Regions from separate parts of the Mus musculus genome. Here region 1 is linked to region 2. A link is a contact called in public promoter capture Hi-C data. All regions are on one chromosome and are shown on one strand. Each heading gives the region's core, a stretch centred on a gene start, on an enhancer-like site or on the middle of the called end of the contact. The rest is flanking DNA. Distances are from core to core; before and after follow the strand shown.

Region 1 (5,805 bases), core at 2,566-5,065, 470 kb before region 2:
GTCTAGCAGAGAGTGCTATATGCAAGCTGTCTTTTTTTTTTTAAAGATTTATTTATTATTATATCTAAATACACTGTAGCTGTCTTCAGATACATCAGAAGAGGGTATCAGATCTCATTACAGATGGTTGTGAGCCACCATGTGGTTGCTGGGATTTGAACTCAGGACCTTCAGAAGAGCAGTCAGTGCTCTTAACCATCTCTCCAGCCCCACAAGCTGTCTTATAGCCACTGTCTGTTTAGTTCTCATAAAACCCCTGTGTGTGTGTGGCGGGGGTGGGGGGAGCGCTATGGCTAGTAGCTCCACCCTGGAGGTAGAGAAACAGACACAGAAAGATCAAGTGAAGAAAGCCTCATGATGGGATGTTGTGTTAACTCCTGCCCACTGAGTGCCTTGCCAAAGCTGCACATTCTATGTTCCCAGGATCTGTCTCCTGTGAGGTGGAGTATATGGTTATTTTACATAATGGGGAAATAGAGACCACGAGGTTGCATGACTAGATCCATGGCTGGCTTCCCTTGGGGAAGTCTTTGAAGGGTCTGGACAGGTAGATCTGCTGACGTCCTTCTCTCCCCACAGGCACTGGGTTGGTCCTTCGTGCTGCTGACCACATTACTAGCGTTCGTGGTACGCTCTGTGCGTCCCTGCTTCACGCAGGTCGCCTTTCTCAAGAGCAAGTACTGGTCCCACTACATTGACATTGAGCGCAAGCTCTTCGATGAGACATGCACAGAGCATGCCAAAGCCTTTGCTAAGGTATGTATCCAGCAGTTCTTTGAAGCCATGAACCATGACCTGGAACTGGGTCATACCCACGGAGTACTGGCCACGGCCACAGCCACAGCCACAGCCACAGAGGCTGTCCAAAGTCCCTCGGACAGGACAGAAGAAGAGAGGGAGAAGTTGCGTGGCATCACTGACCAAGGCACCATGAATAGGCTACTCACAAGCTGGCACAAATGCAAACCACCACTGAGGCTGGGCCAGGAGGCACCACTGATGAGCAACGGCTGGGCTGGGGGCGAGCCCCGGCCTCCACGCAAGGAAGTGGCCACCTACTTCAGCAAAGTGTGAGCTGTAGCTGGCTGCAGAGGTAGGAGTGGAGATCTGAACCCATAGCACTTCAAAGAAGAACAATAATTCTGAGGCATAGCCACAAATCCAGCCATTCACCTGCTGGCGTGAAAAAGGAAATTCCGAGCAGACGGGCCTTGCTTGCTTAGCTGCCCTGGGTGGCCTGGAAGCAATGCTATCCTATGCTTCATCTCCTGCAGCTTCAGTATTATAAGTGTTCAGATCTGGCTAATGAGAGCAGGATGCATGGCTGGTACCCAAGTCTCTTCCCAGGCCTCATCCTGATACTGTTCGTTCCATCCCTGGCTCATTGGGGCTTAGGCTCCCAAAGCCCACACCCAGAGTTCCCTCTTGCTCTAGACTTCTCTTACTACACTCAGGCTCAAGAAACTGAGGGCAGCCAGGCGGTGGTGGTGCACGCCTTTAAGTCCAGCCCTTGGGAGGCAGAGGCAGGCGGATTTCTGAGTTCGAGGCCAGCCTAGTCTACAGAGTGAGTTCTAGGACAGCCAGGGCTACACAGAGAAACCCTGTCTCGAAACAAAACAAACAAAACAAAACAAAAGAAAGAAACTGAGGGCAAGCAACCCTCTCATGGTCTTTGCCAGTTTCTTAGGTAAAAGGGACTGGGATTCAGCTTGTGTGACACACCTCAGTGACCCATGATAAGATGACAAGACTACATGAGAGAGGCCAAGGTGTGTGTCCTGGGGCTGTTAGACAACTGTTGAGCCAGACGGCCTCCGGGTTTCCTTCACACCAATCCTCTTCACACACATTACAGGAAAACAGACCATCTGTGAGGTTTGAGAGCTAGAAATGGGAACCAATGAACTCCCGTTTTCTCCAAGGCTCCCTGGGAAGTGTGCCCTGAGGTGTGATGAAGATGGAGGCGTTGCCTAAGAAGGGAAGTAGCTAAGATCAAAGACTGGGTTAAGGTTGGGTGAAAGGCTGACTCTACCGTTTGCAAAGTGTGTCCCTGGGCCAAGTGCCTCTTTTTTGGGAGGGAGTCTCAGCTTCCTCATTCATGGAACAGGGAGAAGGCCATCTACCTCACAGGTTCACCTGTAAGACCCCCGAAGCTGGGCCTCCGCTCAAGTCCCGGGATGAGCTGGCCAGCATCCCACCCACACCTGATGCAAACTGCAAGAGGTTTTATTATCAGCTAGCTGAGGACGAACTCCTCGAGCAATGCAGGGCAGGGAAGTAACAGTAGGGGGCTTTTAACAGCTAGCCAAGGAATTGGGAGGAGTTGGGAGGAGAGTTCTTCTCTGCCGATGTCCTTGGTAAAATTACAAGTATCGCATCTCTGGCTGTAAGGCTCAGAAACAAAAAGGCTTTTTGCTGGCTATAGAGAACAAAGAGCTTCTTTCTGGCTGTATTTTTAGAGATCAGGGAAAACAAGCTTGGGGAACAGCCAGGGGCTTTACCTTCCAGGGAGAAACATTCTAAGTCGGGGTCTCACACACCATGCGTAAAAGCGTGTGGCACGCAGCAGACACTTGGAGCTGTGTGGTTAAGGTGCTCATTCCTTTCGGAACTCATGACTGCTTGCTCTCCTCTCCCCTGAACCCGACCAAGGGATGGGACAGGACAGGAATACTTAGCTGCTGTCTTGTCCAAGAAAAGAAAGTAGAAGTGCAGACAGTTTCTTGTTTCCTGGCCCCATCTTCCAGCCCCTTGGCCTGCCTATCTCAGAGCCCACCTCCACTCTCAGCTGGGACCCAGGTGCCACAGGGAACAGGAAGTTGAACTTAACCCCAGATCCGAATAAAGGGACCAAATGAATACAGACCAAGTGTGTGTGTGTGTGTGTGTGTGTGTGTGTGTGTGTGTGTGTGTGCACGCGTGCACTTGCAGGGTGGGGTGGGGCACCCACAGGGGATAAGGTGCCAGAAAGTGCTCAGAGGAACAGACGTGAGGGAAGCTTTGGTGAGACCTAACTCCAGAGTGGTGGGAGCTCAGGCAAGTCCCCCACCCTGTAAAGTGCTTCTTGGAAAGGCACGGGTACCGATTGCTCTCCATTTATCCCTGCTACACAGACAAGCCAGACTCAGGAGGGTGTGGCTTGTCCCTGCTCAGTGTGAATCCCACTGTCCCAGCCCTGGAGAGCTGATGGCCGTGAAGGCTATCTCTCCCAATCTTAGGAGCCACTGAGGCCATCTTGACACTCTCCCTGTCAGTGGACTTGACTCATGACTTGTGAGCTCCCAGAGACGACTCTAGGGGCAGGCGGTGCAGTTTAAGAGATCCTGTCTCCCTTTAATTTCTACCTAAGACCAGCCTCTGCCTTAGGAGTTCTAGATACCCAGATGGGGACAGTACCTAGGAGTTAGATGGACTATGATGGGAAGGTCCTCTTCTGGGGATGGCAGGTACAGGCAAAGGCAGGATGCGCAGAGAGAGGAGGGGAGGAGGGGACCAGGGTCTTGACCAGGAGTTTGCAATCTGGAGCATCACCATCAATCCTGAACACCCACCTCTCCCCTGACTCTGCAGGGAACTCCTCCCGCAGCTTCTGCCAGGTGGGTGTCAAGTACGGGGGATGTTCTTCTAACTGGCCTGGAGGGCAAGCCTAGGCAAGATCTCCTTGAGGGCCCTGCCTGGCAACTGCCTAGACCTTCCCAGATGGCCCCCGAGGGGTGCTCAGGGTAGAGTCAAGGCAGGGCCAGTAGGGCCAGCCACAGCGGGCCCAGAGGCGGGCTGGGACAGGACGCAGCATCGGAGACCGCTTCTCCACTTCCTCTGTTTCTGCCTCGCGCCGCCCTCAGCAGCCCTCCCTCTTCTGCCTGGCGCCAGGAGGCTGTTTTTCCATTCTCTGGCTAGAAAGTTCCACGCCACTGTTTCTTTCTCTCTCTTTTCTGGAGTTAAATTTGTCTGCAGATGCCTGCACTTCATCTGTAGACGCCTCCAGTTAAGTTTGTTTGTAACTGGGCCCAAAGCTCCGTTGCGTTGCGTTCAAACGCTGGGCCCGGATCCTACGCGGACCTGGGTGCAAAAGCAAAGCCGGCAGTGAACCCCGTGAGGCCACTTTGCCTCGCGGTCAGGAGCACCTTCCCAGTGTCTGCGGGAGCCCACACTGCTGTCAATCCATCAGGAATCCAAGGCCACGGGGGCCTGCAACCAGCCCTAGGTAAGGAGGGGCCCTTTCCTGGAGTGTGCAGCTGTTAAAGGAGCCGGCAGCCTCTAGAGACTATCTGGAGGGAACTCCGGGAAGAACACGGAAATGATGCTTCCCCCACCCCCAGCTGTCTGTCTCCTGTCCTTGGGAAGAGCCCCCCCCCCCCCCATGATAATCTCAGAGGATGGCCGGGTCCCAGCTCTGCTCCATCCCTATGCTATCTGTCAGGCACTGTGTTCCCCATGTGAGGGTGGGTTTAGGATCCCAAGACCACCCCAAGGAGCAAATGGGTGCCTAGCAGCCAAGAAGGGAGGGAGGGAGAAGATGGAGTTGCCTGTTAGCCTGTTTATGGCCAGCAACAGGACAAAGTTCTTTCCTTGTGGGATTATTTAGAAGCTCTGGGCTCTGAACCGGGGAGTCAGACAGTCCTCCCTCCTCCCAGAGCCCACATGGCTCTGCCTGTGCCAGATGGCATCCTCGGCAGAGGCGGCAACAGGAAAAGAGAAGTGAATATAACCCAGAAAGACTTAGCACAGGCTTCCCCTATCTCTCTCCACAGCCTGACCTCTCTCCACTCACAGGCTTCATCTGGCTTGGAGAGCTGTTTCTTTTGGTGTCCCCCCCACCGCACCCCACCCCACCCAGTGCCTGTTCTCCTGATGGGGGTGGACATGGGGCCACACCCTGACTGTCTCTCTGGCTGTATGGGTGGAGTCTGGGAAGGGAATTGGGGCTAAACTTCCAAAGAGCCTGAGGCCATGGCCTCTTCTGGCACAGAGCCATCTCTGCTGAGGTCATGAAGCAGAAGAGGGCAGATAAGTACAGCGAGCCTGAAACCCCGCTGAAGCTACCTGTGGCTCCTTGGGGCAGAGATTCTGCAGGCTGCTGCATGGAGAAAGCAATAAGGAGAGCAAGGTCTGGAGGCCATGAACAGAGGGAGCTAGTTTAGCTCTGACACATTGTGTCCACTTTCTAAGTATTCTCAAGTCATGGTCAAAATCTCAGCTGGCTCCTCTGGATTTGTCTGGCCTCAGGCAAGACACCCTGTCCCCTTGATTTTCCCGTCTTTGGCATCAGGAGAAGCATCCTCGGTAGAACTGGTGGCATAAGAGTTTCAGATGTTGAACTGCCTACTCTGTGACATCATTTGTGGTCCCTAACATTCCTAGGAAGAGATTAGGATCACAATGATTTATCCGTATCCTTGTCTGGGGAAAACACATGAAGTGTGTTGAGACTCTGAGGTCTCCAAAATAAAGGGGTTTTGTGCACCCAAGGGTGTTGGCATCTTGTTTCAGGCTTGTCACTGGTCCAGGGGTCTGGTCTCCACCAGACCCGGTCTATCCTTTGTCCACTAGGACAGCCCCTGTAGCTTTGATACTTGTACCATACTCTCCAAATTGTTCCAAATCCCAAAGGGATCCATCCCATCTGGCCTAACACCACCGGTCATTATTAATCCTCCCCGGGGAGAAGAGGGTAGTGGCAAAAGGACTGTAAAGTATTCAAAGCAGGCAGACCTGGTCTTGAATCTGAGGTCTGTCATTTATTTATACATGGCCCTGGCCAGGGGCTTACGCTCAGGAAGCCACATCCTTCACTGTGCTTGAGGT
Region 2 (5,245 bases), core at 425-2,924:
CTCAGAATATTATCCCTGCATCCACTGGTGCTGCCAAGGCTGTGGGTAAGGTCATCCCAGAGCTGAATGGGAAGCTCTCTGGCATGGCCTTCCGTGTTCCTACCCCCAATGTATCCATTGTGGATCTGACATGCCGCCTGGAGAAACCTGCCAAGTATGATGACATCAAGAAGATGCTGAAGGAGGCATCTGAGGGCCCACTGAAGGGCATCCTGGGCTACACTGAGGACCAGGTTGTCTCCTGCCACTTCAATAGCAACTCCCACTCTTCCACCTTTGGTGTTGGGGCTGGCATTGCTCTCAATGACAACTTTGTAAAGGTCATTTCCTGGTAAGAAAATGAATATGGCTACAGCAACAGGGTGGTGGACCTCATGGCCTACATGGCCTTCAAGGAGTAAGAAACCCTGGACCACCCACCCCAGCAAGGACACTGAGAGCAAGAGAGAGGCCCTCGGTTGCTGAGGAGTCCCTAGCCCAACTCTGAGCATCTCCCTCACAATTTCCATCCCAGACCCCCATAATAACAGGAGGGGCCTAGGGAGCCCTCCCTACCCTCTTGAATACCATCAATAAAATTCGCTGCACAATACATATATATATATATATATATATATATATATATATATATATACGCCTAAAATGTAAACTTTTGCTGTTGATCTTGAGTGGGCCATAGTGTTTTATAGCCCAGGGTGACTTCAGACTTCCTATGAAACTGAGGCTGGCCCAACCCTCCTGTGTCTGCTGGGATTACAGCTGAGTATTGGCATTGCCGTCCCTAAAATGTACCTTTAAAAATGATTAAAGAGGCAGAGAGATGGCTCAAATGTAATAAATTTTTAAAATGACAATTAAAATGTTACTCTGTAATTTTTGTGTTTAAGATACTAGTTAGATATTTTATATGATTTTTAACTAGTGTTTTATTATTTTATAGGCATGAGTGTTTTACCTGCATGTATGTATGCAGACCGTGTGTGTTGGGGGTGCTTTCAGGGGCCAGAAGGTGCTTTCCTGGAACCAGAGGTACAGAAAGTTGTGAGCTACCATGTCAGTGCTGGGAATCTAACCTGGGTCTTCTGGAAGAGCAACGAGGCATCTTGACTGCTGAGCCATCTCTCCAGCTCTTAGTTAAAGTATTTTAAATGATGCATTTTACGTTTTATACATAGTAACATGACAAAATCATTTATTTCCAGAAAATATTAAATAGCCCATTCAAGAGAATGTACCTAGAAAGTAACCAAGCTATTTGAACAGAGACCTGCAATGGCCCTTGAGCTGATGTTCTGTGTACCTGAAAGCCTATGACTTCTGGATTCTTATCATCACTGCCTTGTGTGACCTTATGCAAACTAACCCTAAAAGACCTCTCTCTCCTCAACTATCAGATAATAAGACTGAAGTCTCTTTGACAGCTTTGGCTAGCTGCAACCTGATGACATTAATTATTAACTGTGCAGCACTTTTGACATTACAGCACGCACTCTGAAACCTTGATCTTAATCTGATAGCATTTGCCTCTGGGAGGATCCATAGCGCAGAAGCCCCAGGGAGATGACCAACTCTCTGCTCTTTAGCCAGCTCCTCCTCCAGGAGTTCGTCCTTAATCTGAGCCAGCCCTTGTGGAGGCCAAATTCCCTCTCCTCTCCCTTTTCTGGGTGAGGACTCAGGCTTGGAGACACTCCAGGATAAACTTCTGCAGGCCAAGAGATAACACGTCTTCAAGGTGACAATCAGAAACGCCTTTTAAAAGTTCTCCTTCTCTGCTGAAATTGCTGTAGCTTCTCCACTCCACAGCTGGCCATCTGCCTACACCTGGCTGCCATGTGGGAACTTGTGGGTCTCTTGCTGCTCATCCTGGCCTATTTCTTTTGGCCCAAGTCAAAGACACCTAATGCCAAGTTCCCCAGGAGCCTTCCATTCCTGCCCCTGGTGGGTAGTCTACCGTTTCTCCCCAGACGTGGTCATATGCATGCCAACTTCTTCAAGCTGCAGGAAAAGTATGGTCCCATCTATTCTCTTCGCCTGGGTACCACAACTGCAGTGATTGTCGGTCACTATCAGCTGGCCAGAGAAGTGCTCGTGAAGAAGGGGAAAGAATTCTCTGGTCGGCCCCAGATGGTAAGCAGTGCCAACCCTCCTCTTCCTCGGTCCCTGGGGTTGTACAGTTCTTATTTCTTTCAAAATCAGACTTGTGGGACTGCTCCCTCAAGACCCTACCGAACCTCTAAACTGGGAAGGAGGAATTAACGGGAAAACCCTTGAATGGCTTGTCTAGCAAGATGGTGCAGGGACCTGCAGAGCTGAGAAGCCTGTATGCCACTCACCTTCCCCTCTATGATACGATAATCATTCTAGAATATCCAGGCAAAGCCTTTAGCCCAGACCCAGAGCTAAAGTTCTCTATAAGTGTGACATTGTTGGGAAATAGGGCAGTGATTGCATCCTCCACCAGAAGATGCTTGGAGAAGCGGCTGGCATCATGGAGGGCTAGGACTGCAGTTTCTCTTATATGGCTTTGGCTCACAGATAGCTGGGGGAATATTACAGGGGGAGAGGGGACAAGGGACAGGGACATACAGTAGTATCTTGGGGCATCTGTTCTCATTTGTGCTGACTGTTGAGTAGCCATCCTACAAACACCACCTGTGCTCCCATGACCCTGTTGCAAGTGTTCCCCTGGGTACCCCGATAGAGGACGACCAGCCTCAGCTTTTAACAGGCCAAAACAAATTCCTTTTCCATGCGCTGGTCAGCCAGCGTGGCTGCCCAACTGCCAGGCTCTCTCAGGTTTGGGTTCCTCTCAGAAGCAAAGGAATAAACTGGGCCAGGTGACGGCAGCACACGCCTTTAAGGCTAGCACTTGGGAGGCAGAGGCAGAGGCAGGTAAATCTCTGGGTTTGAGGGCAGCCTGGTCTTGCCAATGCTATACGGGGAGAAGGAAGGAAGGAAGGAAGGAAGGAAGGAAGGAAGGAAGGAAGGGAATAAAACCATCACCACCACCCTGTGAATAAGAGACTAGCCTGGTGGGTTTTGGGGAGAGTCGGGGATGGAGAATGAAGACTTAGACCCTTGTGTTTTGTAGATGGCATCTTTTAGAGATGATAGCTCAAGCTTAAGTCCAACCTGGGAGGATCAAACATCTGCTGTCTCCAAATGAGGATCTGAGGCTGGGTGCACAGGCCAGCAAGTATGGCTTTAGCAGCCTGGTGGTTGGGGACAAAAATAGAGCTGTCTTGGAAGTCTCTCAGTCTCCTCGTCCCTAGGACAGACTCACCTAGCTCATCCCACCCATAGCTGACTCTCCAGGTCAAAAATTGAACTAGAGAGTCCCAGAGGGCACCCTACTAATGACCTGAACCCCAGGGCTCTTGCATTCAAATCCAGGGTTCTTTCTGTCTCCTCGCTCTACTGCCTTTCATGGAACTTTAGTGAGGACTTTGGGGCGTCCTACTAAGTAAGAGAGGCATAGGGATCTCACAGCACTCATCAGGACTGCAGATAGATAGATGGAGAAGCCTGAGAGTTCCGGGAGTTTGCCTGATAATGCCTACAGCCTTGCCTGCTCTCCAAAGGTGACTCTAGGCCTCTTGTCGGACCAAGGAAAAGGCGTCGCCTTTGCGGATAGTAGTAGCTCCTGGCAGCTGCACCGGAAGCTGGTATTCAGCACCTTTTCCCTGTTCAGGGATGACCAGAAACTGGAGAAGATGAGTGAGTGAAAGGCTAACCCTTAGGGCTAGGGGGCTGGGGAAGGATGCTGGGCGGCTGGGTGCAGCCATTTCTTAGCGGCTGCTGCCATCAAGTGGCCATCAGCTCTCTATGCCTATCCCTGGATAAGACCTTGGCCAGAGGCGACAGCGTTGACTGATCCCTCCTCTTCACTTTCCTCCCTCTTGTCAGTATGTCAGGAAGCCAACTCACTGTGTGACTTGATACTTACATACGACGGGGAGTCCCGAGATCTGTCTACGCTCATCTTCAAGTCAGTAATCAATATCATCTGTACCATCTGCTTCAACATCTCTTTTGAGAACAAGGATCCGATACTGACTACCATACAGACCTTTACAGAGGGTATTGTGGATGTCCTGGGCCACAGCGATCTGGTGGACATATTCCCGTGGTTGAAGGTGAGAAGGAGATCCCACTGCGACAGTGTCCCCAGTACTTTCAGTTTCCATGACCATCTTTCTCTTCCAACTCTTCCCACAGTCATCTGCTCTGCCTCATACAACCCCAGACACTTGGTCGGCATTTTTATCCTCCAGGCCGACTCTCATATAGCTCACACTGGCCTCGAACAACCTAAGCAGCTGAGAATGACTCTGAAATTTTGATCCTCCTGCCTCCAAGTCCCAAGTACTAGGACTACAAACATGTACTATAGTACTTTGCTGTGTCTCTCTTTTTTTTATGTCCTGTATCTTCCTACTCAGGGCTATTATTCTCTAGTTGCCATTTGTCAGCAGTGAGCACCTGGTAAGTGTTAGTCACTGGAAGCTTCCCCCAGGAGGTATACCCAGTTATCCTCAGTGCTGAGGAGAGACAGACACAGGCTTAACCTATTTGAGGAACATGCCCAAGTCCTTAGTCTCAAGTCTGACTTATGATAAGGGAGAGCACAACACTGTCAGGGCTTGGTGATGGATTGAATTGAGAACATGAGGACTCTACCCTGTACTCCACTGTTTAAAGTTGTCCTTCCTGTCTCTGGTAACCACATTCCGCTATCTTCTTGCCTTTCTTGATAAAGGTCCAGACTGGCGTGGAGACTTTCTTAAACCGAAAGCTAAAGTCTGCCTCTCGCCAAGGATTTTCCTAATTGCGTGGATGGATTTGACATTTCCTTCTCTTTCCAGATTTTTCCCAATAAAAACTTGGAAATGATAAAGGAACACACTAAAATTCGAGAAAAAACACTGGTTGAAATGTTTGAAAAATGCAAGGTAAGTGATCAAGAAGAGGCGACTGTGAGGCTGGAGGTATCTTGAGAGCAAGGCTGTGATGCATTTTGGACACTGTGAGATTCCCCAGAGCCTAGCAGGGGGGCTGGCACATAATGGGTTAACTGCTAGAAACTGACCTATTAATAAATGGGAGGGGGGAGTGAGTAACTGAAACAGTTCTTAGAGGGACATAGAGGGAGGCACAGGGCTATTCCCTACCTCTACCACCTCACAGGTCCTGCCCAGTCCCTCTCCACTCTCACACACCTTGCTGTGTCTCTGGTATAGGGTGG

Evidence for each region. Promoter capture Hi-C pulls out the DNA fragments that hold promoters and counts their contacts.
Region 1: a contact with region 2 is called in a promoter capture Hi-C map of the HPC-7 cell line. The contact joins the promoter of Calhm2 here to the promoter of Cyp17a1 in region 2. A contact is called at or near these places in 9 of 39 promoter capture datasets (the 3T3-L1 cell line, the HPC-7 cell line, cranial neural crest and 5 more), 1 of 115 datasets of contacts at active chromatin or transcription factors (embryonic stem cells) and 3 of 9 other capture datasets (adipose tissue, embryonic stem cells and liver).

The regions. Positions count from the first base shown.
Region 1 is chr19:47,136,304-47,142,108 of GRCm38.p6, reverse strand. It overlaps Calhm2 (calcium homeostasis modulator family member 2), which reads left to right and starts at 3,815. Exons shown (of 3, transcript NM_133746.5): 1 at 3,815-4,204. Calhm1 (calcium homeostasis modulator 1) reads left to right here. Exons shown (of 2, transcript NM_001081271.1): 2 at 580-1,074. The coding sequence ends at 1,074.
Region 2 is chr19:46,669,429-46,674,673 of GRCm38.p6, reverse strand. It overlaps Cyp17a1 (cytochrome P450, family 17, subfamily a, polypeptide 1), which reads left to right and starts at 1,674. Exons shown (of 8, transcript NM_007809.3): 1 at 1,674-2,127; 2 at 3,582-3,717; 3 at 3,907-4,136; 4 at 4,866-4,952. The coding sequence starts at 1,831. The region is part of intron 1 of Gm41857 (predicted gene, 41857); the gene reads right to left. It also overlaps the pseudogene Gm6967. RefSeq lists a cis regulatory region at 1,434-1,533 and a promoter at 757-1,806.